Regions from separate parts of the Mus musculus genome. Here region 2 is linked to region 1. A link is a contact called in public HiChIP or PLAC-seq data. All regions are on one chromosome and are shown on one strand. The core of a region is the stretch at or near the end of the contact, and the rest is flanking DNA. Distances in the headings are between cores, read along the strand shown.

Region 1 (5,613 bases), core at 2,306-4,805:
TTGACAGGTAAATGGTAAACATTGTGGCTTTAGAACCGTTTTCAGAGCTTCTTGTCGAAGGCCTCTAATTAAGTAAGTGTTTCTTGGGTGGCACCAGAGCTGCTCATCTGGGGGCAGGCGGCTTGGAGCGTGGCTGGATTCGCTGACATGGGAAGAAGGTGATGGATGCCTTGAAAGCATGCTGACAAATGAGCAGAATTAACCCAGGCAGTCGGAAATGTACACAGGACCTCATCTCCGCCAGCGTGTGGTCTCCCTTTAAAAGGAAGTGGCACAGTTTAGCTGATAAGGGGAAATGAGGTAAAACCATAGACAAGTGGGCATCTGGGCTCAGAGCAAAAACAGCAGGACAAACAGGAATATCAGAACAACAGCCTGCTGTGTAGCATGTGGTCGATGGTAGGAGAAAGCAGTCTCACCTGCCTTCCCCCTCAAAGCTCTGAGCAAGGAGTGAAGTTCGCCATTACTGTATTAAAACTTCATGTTATTTTAAGAGCACAAGTTTGGTAAACATCACTTTGATGTGAGTGACCTGTGAGTCCCCTCTGGTTAAACGGTAAGAGGGTAGAGGGTATCCTTTGAGATGTGAGACTGCTTCTCACTCGTCTGACGTTTCACCCTTGACTCTTCCCCCATCCGGTCAGCTGCAGCAGTTCTGTGACCCTTGTCTCAGGAAGGGAGGTGGCAGCTAGCAGTGAGGTTCCCTGTGGCAGGGTAACCAATCAGGACTAGGACATAGATCAGACCTGGAAAGGGCTGTGGCATCAAATAAACATTGCCTCACCTCCACCCACTCCTCCTCACACTAGGAAGGTATCAGCTAAGCTAAGGAAGAAGAGGGAGTTAGAAGGGGTGACCCTGGTCACTGTGGAACTCTGCCTCTGCGCATGATGGAACTGCTAACCATCAAATCACTGCAGTGCTGATTCCCTGCAGGGGGTCTTAAGCCTGAGCCACTAGCCTTCTCTGTGGAAGTGAGGGAGGGTGCACAGGGCACCTCCCTTCCCTACTGATACATGCTTGGGACGGACGCTCCTCATCAGTGGTGTCCCGGCAGCGAATTGCCCATGCTTCTGTGAGTAACCCCCACCCACGCTGTATGTCATCCCAGTTAAACTCCTTGGTTCAGCAAACTACATTTAGATGTGTCTTAGTTAGGGTTACTATGGCTGAGATGAAACACCATGACCAAGAGTAACTTGGGGAGGAAAGGGTTTATTGGTTTACATGTCCTGAATCATAGTTCCCTGGAAGAAGTCAGGGGACGTCAAACTAGCTGGACAGGAACCTGGAGGCAGGAGCTGATGCAGAGGTCACGGAGGGATGCTGCTTACTGGCTCGCTCCCCATGGCTTGCTCAGCCTGCTTCCTTATAAAACCTAGGACCACCAGCTCAGGAATATCGCACCCACAATAAGTTGGCCCTGCCCCCCCCCCTATCAACCACTTATTAAGAAATGCTATTCAGGCTTGCCTGTCGGCAGCCTGATCTTATGGAGGCGTTTTCTCAACTGAGGTTCTCTCTTCTCAAGTGATTCCATCTTGTATCAGGTTGACCTAAGATTAGCCAGCAGCAGATGGAATTGTTTCTGTGTTCTGTCACTGGTGTCCTGTCTGCAGTGAATGGATGTTGGTCCATACCCTTCAGGAAAAGCCACACTGCAGTGGGAGATCACTGGTGTGCCTGGAATGATTTCTGCTGTCAAATAGGGAAAAGAGGTGGGGGGGGTGGAAATTAAAAATGAAGTCCTAAAACCCAGCATGTTATGATAGTCCTGTCCTTGGGCGTTGTGCCTTGTCATGAAGATCATGGTCAGAGCAGGGAGGAAGGAGGTGAGTAGTGGAGGCAGGGTGGCAGCCTTGCCTGGCAGGGTCATCATAGTGCCTCAAAGTGGAGTTGGGGAAGTGGCAGTTGCAACTCGTATCTTGTTTAACCCAAAAGCTGGCCAACTTCATTTAGATTGAAGGGGCATGGGAAAAGGAAAGACACTCTAATAATTACACCAGGGTCTTGGCCTCCTGAGCCAAGTTGTCCATTTCTTGAAATGGAAAAGACTGGAGAGAACTGGATTTGAAGGAGGTAGGGAATTAGCTTCTCTTTGGATGGTTTGAATAAAATCCCTGTGAGATGTCAAGTATGTTTTGTAAGTAGTTGGATCTGCAGGACAGCTGTGAACTTTTAAAGAAGTTGGGGCTACAGTGCATATTTGGAAGGCATCATAATTTGTTAGATGTTGCAGGCTTAAAGCATGTACACTAGGTGGCGCTTGGCCATGGGCTTGGACCTAATGCCAGAGTAACTGTTATGGAGGGGGGAGGGGGAGGGGGAGGGGGAGGGAGGGAGAGAGAGAGAGAGAGAGAGAGAGAGAGAGAGAGAGAGAGAGAGAGAGAGAGGAATGGAATGGACTTTTCAGCCTCAAAGTCCACCAGCAGCAACAAACTCCAACAAGGCCACACCCACCATGGCCAATCTTTCCCAAATAATGCCACCAGCTGGGAACCATGCACTTGAACATATGAGCCTATGGGGGCCGTTCTCATTCAAACCACCATAGCTGGCTTCTTTCTTTATGCTTGACTTTCATAATACAATGTTAGTTTGGGTATTTCTTTTTAACTACAAAGGACAGAAGGCTTGATCACAGGGAACAGAAAACCCAGCTCCAGCTTGCTAAAATAATTAGTTGGGTTTCCAGTGGTGGGGGCTTTGGGTGAAGTGTATTCCAGGAGTCTGTCACGTCCCCAACTTGTCTTCTCATTTTGCTCTACAGATCATCTGTGTGCAGCACCCAGTCAGAGCATCCTTTTGTGTGTGATTAAGTGAGGGCTCCTGCTATGTTAAACAAATGTGCATACTGGTCATTTGCGGGAGCCTCTCCTTAAATAGGATTGATCCCACTCTATTAAAGCCAAGATTATAATAAAGAAAAAAAGAAACAGCGAGGCAACAGTTGGGGGAAGAGAATGTGTTAAAGAGTACGTGTTAAATCCAGGAGCTCATAGGAAGGGCATTCAGAAATGAGTTTTCCCTAAGGGAGCAAGATGATTGTTTAAGAGAGAGTTGCTCTGACTCAGAGTTCAAAAAGAGTCTCTTACATATATGCCAAACAGTAATTTAAGATGGAAAATGTATCTGTAGAGAGCTTTCGAGTTCTGTTTAGTAATTAATATAGTATGCTTGATAGGCTCCAGCACAGGGAGGGAGACGTTCAGTTCGGCCCACTAGAGGGCAGCAGTTCGGCTGCAGAACCCGTTGTGTTGATTTAGGAGCAGCTGTCTCATGTCCACAACAAGGAGAGAGGGGGCCTGTGTGCAATGGTTAACGCTGGGAGTGGAACCTTCTGATTCCCGCAGCACCGCTACACCGCATCTATAACGACTTCCTCCTGCTCTACCTTGTTACATCCAGACCTGCTTTCAGTCTGCAGATAATTCAAATTCCTTAGATTATGAAGCTAGGGGATTACATAATGCTATAATTATTCCTGGCAGAGGAAGGCAAGGTCAGTCATGAGCTCCTGTAGCCAACTTTGCCCTTCGTGTGCTACACCGAGCTCTTTGTCCTGGATAAGTCATGTGAGCAGGGACTCAAGATAAGGCGTAAGGCCCCTCTCTGAGGACAAGGACACATGCTTGTCCTTTCTCTTTGGGACTCCACCACACACACTGGTCGCTGTGGTATCAAAAGCTGCACTGGTGCCCGCAGCGGGGCAGATGGAGCGCATTTGTTATTGAGTAAACAAAACCGACCAGTTAAGAGGGCCACTGGCAACTCCCCAGCCTTGCACAGAGGGAGGGAAGCAAGAGCAGGTTTGCCTGGCAGCCAGCTCAGAACACCATCATTCAGTTCAGATCTTCTTTCTGCGCAGTGTAGACTTTTGCTGCCTCTGAAGGACTCGCTCCGTTTCTCCGTTTTAGAAGTCACTGAGTCAACTCAGCATGACCGAGTCCTTGTGCTTAGTTTCCTCACATGAGGTCTAACTTGATCCTTCCAATTTTTATCAACAACAACAACAAAATCAAAGGCAGGTCTCTTTTTCTTTGAGCCTCCTCCAAAATGCAAGTGAGTGACTGGGGAGAACCCTAAGTCTGTACTAGATGGTCTCTCTCAGTAGGCTAGGTTTATCAGGCTTAGTCACGTGACTTGCTTGACTGGTGAACCAAAGTATTCGGTGGAAGTGTTAAGACTATGAATTCGAATGAGTCTAAGGGTCAAAGGGCAGGGATTACGAGGGAGGGACTGCAGGGAGGAAAGGGAAGGGGGGAAGTGATGTAATTATAATCAAAAAGTCATTTTTAAAAAGTGGCTTAAACATGGAAGGTGTAGCCGGGCGTGGTGGCACACGCCTTTAATCCCAGCACTGGAGAGGCAGAGGCAGGCGGACTTCTGAGTTCGAGGCCAGCCTGGTCTACAGAGAGAGTTCTAGGACAGCCAGGGCTATACAGAGAGAAACCCTGTCTCGAAAAACTAAAAAAAAAGGAAGGTGTAGCAGCCTGTTTTGCTGTTTTGTTTTGTTTGCCTTGGTATGGTTGTGCTTTGGGGGGGGGGGGGTGTACGCATGTATGTGTGTGTGTGTGTGTGTGTGTGTGTGTGTGTGTGTGCGCGCGTGCATGTGTGTGTGTGTGTGTTCACCTTTGCTCTGATCCAATAGAGACCCCTGCTTTGTTTCGGGCCTTGTAATGAGAAGACACCATTAGGAGCTACCACCTACCAACACTCACAAACACGTAGTCTAAGCGAAAAGTATATATTGTTGTAAGCCACTAAGACTGATAAGGTCAATTGTTACAGCAACGGAGTCACCTAATGTGAAAACCAAGAAGTAAATAATAAGTGGAAGATATAAATGCGATTGTCTCAATTCCCAATCACCTTTATTTATATAAAAGTATATTAAATAAATTATCTCAAAATATACAAATAGAAGCTATATAAATAGAAAATCCCATATACAAAACCTTTAAATTTTATGTAAATATATACAATGTTAACCATAAACATTTCTAAGTACCTTAAATCATAAAACTATATGTAGTTTCTTTGTATAGTAGTCGTATAAAAATAGAGTTGGCTGTCAAATGTTTAAACCCCATCATTGTCAGTTAAAGTGCTAAATTGTAGGAAAGTACAAATCACAAAGATGCCCCAAGCAGAAATATCCTGCATTTAACATGTTTATATGAAAGTTTGCCACTTGCTTTGAACTTCCAAAAGTACCTATTCGAGGGAAAAAACACCCAAATACCGCTTTATAAAAGTACGACTGTTAGAAAAGTCCGCCCAGTTCCCACTTTACTGTTCTACAGCCTATGAAATCAACTTCTCAAAGATTTTCCAAAAGCCCACCCAGGTTATATGAAAGGCATCTGTCCACTGGCTTTGCCTGGGTGACCTAGTGTCTTCCTGAGTGTAGACCATACAATCTAAAGCATTTGTGCAAAAGGCGCTGTAGTGTTAACCAGTTTGTACCGTTTCAGTTCGTCCTAACGTGACAAATGCTAGTGTTGGAATCAAAGCGTTAGCTGGAGTAACAGGCCATGAAGGCAGCCTCTCTGAGCTAGGATCGGCAGGCTCCACGCTCCATGTTGCACAGTTCCCATCAGAGCTCTCCGC
Region 2 (5,613 bases), core at 1,603-4,102, 390 kb before region 1:
GCACCGGTGGTCCACATGTAAAGGGGATAACATATCTCCTCTTTCTGTCAGCAAGTATTTGGGGGCAAGTAAGGGAAAGTGTCATAAAGAAGTTACCGTCCCTCCTCTGGCTGGGGACATCTCAACTCTGATCACCAGGAGCACAGCCTCACATTTGGAAGGACAAGGGCTTTTGACTGAGAAGACCAGACAAACGCATTGCTAAGTTGGGCAGGAAAGAAGTGTGTGTGTGTGTGTGTGTGTGTGTGTTGGGGGGGGGGCATTGGAGAACAGGATACAGGTGTCTTAGTGCTACTATTGCTCGGATGAAACACCATGACCAAAGCTATTTGGGGAGGAAAGGGTTTATTTGGCTTACACTTCATCATCAAAGAAAATCAGGACAGGAACTCAAGCAGGGCAGGAACCTGGAGGCAGGAGCTGATGCAGAGGCCATGAGGCCATGGAGGGAGCTGCTTACTGGCTTGCTCAGCTTGCTTTTTTTTTTTCTCCTCTTATTTTTTTTTAATTACGTATTTTCCTCAATTACATTTCCAATGCTATCCCAAAAGCCTCCCACACCCTCCCCACCACTCCCTTACCCACCCATTCCCATTTTTTGGCCCTGGCGTTCCCCTGTACTGGGGCATATAAAGTTTGCCTGTCCAGTGTGCCTCTCTTTCCAGTGATGGCCGACTAGGCCATATTTTGATACATATGCAGCTAGAGTCAAGAGCTCCGGGGTACTGGTTAGTTCATAATGTTGTTACACCTACAGGGTTGCAGATCTCTTTAGCTCCTTGGATACTTTCTCTAGCTCCTCCATTGGGGGCCCTGTGATCCATCCAATAGTTGACTGTGAGCATCCACTTCTGTGTTTGTTAGGCCCCGGCCTAGTCTCACAAGAGACGGCTATATCACGGTCCTTGCACCAAATGCTTGCTAGTGTATGCAATGATGTCATCGTTTGGAGGCTAATTATGGGATGGATCCCTGGATATGGCAGTCTCTTGATGGTCCATCCTTTTGTCTCAGCTCCAAACTTTGTCTCTGTAACTCCTTCCATGGGTGATTGTTTCCATTGTTGGTGGGATTGCAAGCTTGTACAACCACTCTGGAAATCAGTCTGGGGGTTCCTCAGAAAATTGGACATAGTACTACCGGAAGATCCCGAAATACCTCTCCTGGGCATATATCCAGAAGATGTCCCAACCGGTAAGAAGGACACATGCTCAGCTTGCTTTCTTATAGAACTCAGGACCACCAGCCCAGGGATGGCACCACCCACAATGGGCTGTTCCCTCTCCCATCGATCACTAATGAATAAAATGCCCCACAGGCTTGCCTGTAGCCTGATCTTACGGAGGCATTTTCTCAGGTGAGGCTCCCTCTTCTCCAGTGGCTCTAGCTTGTGTCAAGTTGACATGAAACCAGCCAGTATACAACAGGGGTTTCTGACAGATATTTTGTTTTCCTGTGGTGCTGGGGGCAGAACCCAGGGTGATGGATGGGCCAGGCAAGTGCTCTTCCAATGAGCCCCACCCCTGCCCAGGAGTATCTCAACTCCAGCTCACTTACTGATGAAACAGGATGTTGTGTTGTGGACACATGCCCAGGCTCTGCCGTACTACATCCAGGTTGGTTTCAATGTCTTTTCCCCCAATGAGCACAGTTCCTGACGTCGGTGGCAACAGTCCTGTCAGGATGGACCTGCCGAACACAGGGTTAAGTGGCAGAAGAGATGGTTGTTAGAACTCACCAGGGGATGAGGGTAACCCCATACAGGGTCAGAAGGATGCTTGTAGTGACACCTGCCCTATCTCTCTATCAAACTCAAACCTGATGTAGCTGAGGGGCCCAGAACATTTCCACACAGGGTTTACTTAGCACCAGTGCCTTGCTTCAAGTCCTAGTGCCTAGACCACAAGGGCCTTCTTTCTCTACTTTTTATTTCCAAGTGTTCCTGGGCCAGTATCAAGAGCCTCGGGGATTCCCAGACTCAGACACCCCACCCCATCATCACCCAGCCATCATTGCAGCGGTCAGTTGTAGTGCCCACTGGATGGCCACTGTGGTGGTCAGTTGTGGTGCCCATTATGACTGTCTGTCAGAGTGATATTCACGGATGTGGTCAGCTACAGTGTTCACTGTTGTTTTACTCTGTGGTCAGCGGTAGTGTCCACCGTGAAGGTCTGTCATAGTGGTTGCTCCGTGGCTATTGATGTGGCCAGCCATTGTGGCCACTGTCGTAGTCACAGTTGTGGTCAGTTAAAGGGATTTAGGACCCAGCCCCACTGCTTTGCCTGGGCGTGCAGCCCTTGACAGTGGAGAAGCAGGGTTGGTGACTCTCCAAAGCTCAGTTGATGCCAGTGAGAAGCTGGGCAGCCTGTCTGCTGACTGGCTAACACAAACAAATTCGTTTGGGAATTCCAAATGTAAAAATGTGAACAATGTTGTGATTTCTCTTTTCTTTCTTCAATTATACAAAACATGTCTCCCACCTGCTTGGGTAGTTGTCTAAGTTAAGTGAATCGAACATGCTTGAAAAACAAAACAAAACAAAAACAGGCCCCAGCACAAAGTGAAACTTAAAATGTTATGCTATTCCCAGCATTAGGACAGCGCTTGTGTTCCGACCCCAGTGGAAGTTTAGTTTCTGCACTGAGTGAAGTAATGTGTTTGTCTTCTAGAGGTCCTGGGGTCTCGAATGGAGTTTCCTGTCCTCCCACCACGTGAGTTAGCAAGGAGATAGCCTTAGGATGCCACGCCCAGTTCTGTCCCAAGTTCTGATAAAATCGCATGCTATCTGAACCTGTACTTCGAAGCTGAAATGTTGATCAACCACTAGAGGGAAACAGTACCAAGCCCAATGGCACCAGCCCCGCATTCCATTCCCATTGAAAGGCCCGGGAGCACATTCCGGAGCAGGGTGTACACTGCTGTTCCTTCCCGGGGCTCTGCAAGCCAAGGATTTGATGGCTGCTGTCACATGGCTTGTTGACCCCTACCCCTCCTCCACCGGCCCATCGGCCCATCGGAGGTCTGCACCGGAGCCCTGACTGCCTGTTCTCAGCAGGTGGCGCTCGCACCCCTTCCAGAACTAAAGGATGGATGGAGGAGTCCACCCAGAGCCTCAAAGCTTCCTGCCCTTGGCCTTCTGCCAGGCAGCGAGTCTACTTCACTGTTCTCCCTACACTTTCTCAGAAAGGTAGCCATCCCATCAGAGGTCCCACACCAGCACTAAAGCATCCTAATTATTAATTGGTAGGAAACGGAGTGCTACATAAAAATAGCCCGGGGACATGGGCAGCCACGGCTTTTTATCCTCACCGTGGGAGGTGTGTGTGAGTGTATATGTTTCCACCGAAATTCAGTAAGGAAGAACAGAGTGGAGTTATTGGGGAGAGAGAATGAAGCCGGGGAATGATAGGATGGGAGACAGCCTCTCTGGCAGAGAACTCACAAGGTGGTGGTCTTTCCCGCTCCGTTGTGACCCAGGAACGCCGTGATTTGGTTCTCATAGAAAGTGATGTTCAGACGGTCCACAGCTGGCCGGCCACTGGGCTCAAAAACCTTCACCAGGTTCTTCACACACACACCAGGCACCAGCCCTGGAAGCTCGCGTTCAAAAAAGGAGTCTTGGAGGGAAAAACACATTGTAGAAACACCACATGTTAATGACGCCGTGCTTCATGAACACACTGCTTCCTTCAGACCTGTGCTCTGGCTGTAACTTCACCTGCCCATGTGGCTGCAGCTTTGTGAAGAAGATCAAAACAGGAGTAGTCATAGTTGCACTGGCCATAGATTTCACACTTACTGTGAGTTAGGCACTGTTTCCAATGTTTCCCAACAAATCCCTCACTTCACACATATAGTCCTATAGGTAGATATAACTAGGCTCTTTTCAATAGGTTAGAAAGCCCAAGACTGAGAGACATCAAGTGTTCTATCAAGGCTACATGGTGTACAAGTGGCAAGTATGGGCCCAGGGTCCATACCCATCTGAAATAGCTCCTGTCTATTATTGAGTTAACCCCGAGTTCCGTCTTTGCTTCAAGGCTCAGTCTATCGGATCTTCATAGGTTTCTGGCACCAGCCCTGACTCCTCAAGCCAGGACAACCTACTCTTCCTCATCGTAACTCCTTCCTCCCCATGCTCCGTGCCCTTTCCAGTATCAACCAACCTACTCTCCCCCTCCCCGTGACCCCCCACCCCCCACCACAGCATCTTTTCCGAAGTTCACTTATAGAGTCAAGATTACTGTCAGAGTATTAAGTCTAATTAACTAATGGTCCCTTGCTCTGTCCCCAACTCCCGTTGCATTGTCTGCCTGTGTCTCCTGGCCACAACTAAAGCTGAAATGGAACCTTATCATACCACTCTGGGAGGAGGATCTTCTAGAGTTACTTTAGCCTGCAAACCAGCTCTGTGAGGATTCAGGTCTCCAACATCAGCTTTGCAAAGTGGTACCTGAGGGGCGCCTAGAAGCTGGACCCTCTCGTGCCAACATCAGGCTAAATCGGAGTCTGTGTGCCTCTCTAAACCCAAGCCATGCATACAGTCAGGGATGAGAAACATTAGGAGAATTAGTTCAAGAGTGAGGACAAAGCAGCAAAGGCCAGGGAAAGGAGTCTTATGTACCCTGCCCATCAGCCCGGGCGTGATTAGGTAACTTCCACCACCAGGAAAGGCTTTTGATGCTTGCAGTGAATGGGCTCTGGGTTTGTAAACCTTGAGTGAAGTGCAGTCAGCTCTGCTAGGCTCTTTCCCCTTACGGAACTTATTTTTGTCTTTCCTTGTAGCTCATATCCGCTTCAAGTCCCAGTGACCCAAGTCATTGTTCTGACTAAATCCTCGGAAGTCAGCACATTTGTGCGATTCCCTTGGGATTTGCCTAACAAGGGCACAAACACACTACAGACCTGGGATCTGCTTTCTCCAGGAAATATGCACTAATGTCTGGGTTGGACCATTCATTCCCCTCGTGTGCAGCTGGACATGAGATTTAACACCAGTCAAGAAAGGGAGTCAGCTTCCTGGCCTCCTTCATGTTGCTCGTCTTGTGGTTTGGCTCTGGCACTACTGAAGCTTTCCGTTCCGTTCTGCTGTCTTTTGGGATGGGGGTGGGGGGTCTTGGGGGGTTACCATTCATTCCTTCTGGGTGCTCTGGATCCTCCATCTCCTCTGTTAAGGGTTCAGTCTTTTCCAGAGCCCTTTCTTCTCTGGTCGAACAACCTGAACCAACCAGACGCCAACGTTACTCTTCAGGAGAGACAGGAGAGAAGAGGAGGGGCAGTGGGGACAGATGCATTTCCCATCACAAGGGTGGGACAGCTCCCTCCAGAGGTTGGAGCCATCATAGCTCTGAGACCCGTCTCCTGCATGGCCTCCAGCTCTGACCTGCTGCCCAGCCGTGAGGGACTCAAATCTGATTGTGCCGATTTCGCAGGGCCCACAGGGACTTTTTAAATCAGAACCTTGAAGCTGGAGAGTTTTGATTTACATTGTTGTTAGGGGGAACTGGGAATCAAACTAGGAACTCCCTGCTTGGTAGCACTAAGCCACATTCGCAGTCCTCGGCAATTCCTTTTAATGTGGCAGACTGCTCATGTCAGAAATTGTAATAAAAA

The links. HiChIP or PLAC-seq counts read pairs in DNA pulled down with a chosen protein or histone mark.
Region 2: a contact with region 1 is called in a FOXA1 HiChIP or PLAC-seq map of pancreatic cancer cells. The contact joins two enhancer-like sites. A contact is called at or near these places in 2 of 39 promoter capture datasets (embryonic stem cells and stem cell-derived epiblast-like cells) and 2 of 115 datasets of contacts at active chromatin or transcription factors (extraembryonic endoderm stem cells and pancreatic cancer cells).

The regions. Positions count from the first base shown.
Region 1 is chr3:121,734,288-121,739,900 of GRCm38.p6, reverse strand. F3 (coagulation factor III) reads right to left here. Exons shown (of 6, transcript NM_010171.3): 6 at 4,849-5,613. Among named protein-coding and RNA genes, the nearest start is that of F3, 14 kb to the right of the region's middle. Within about 2 kb of position 3,555, at least 126 of the 459 cell types and tissues checked have an H3K27ac peak or open chromatin away from gene starts, as enhancers often do. A contact at or near this core is called in pancreatic cancer cells, where this site is marked.
Region 2 is chr3:122,119,635-122,125,247 of GRCm38.p6, reverse strand. Abca4 (ATP-binding cassette, sub-family A (ABC1), member 4) reads right to left here. Exons shown (of 50, transcript NM_007378.1): 18 at 5,129-5,218; 19 at 3,443-3,617; 20 at 1,558-1,689. The region is part of intron 2 of Gm40138 (a long non-coding RNA gene); the gene reads left to right. Among named protein-coding and RNA genes, the nearest start is that of Gm40138, 4.0 kb to the left of the region's middle. Within about 2 kb of position 2,852, at least 175 of the 459 cell types and tissues checked have an H3K27ac peak or open chromatin away from gene starts, as enhancers often do. A contact at or near this core is called in pancreatic cancer cells, where this site is marked.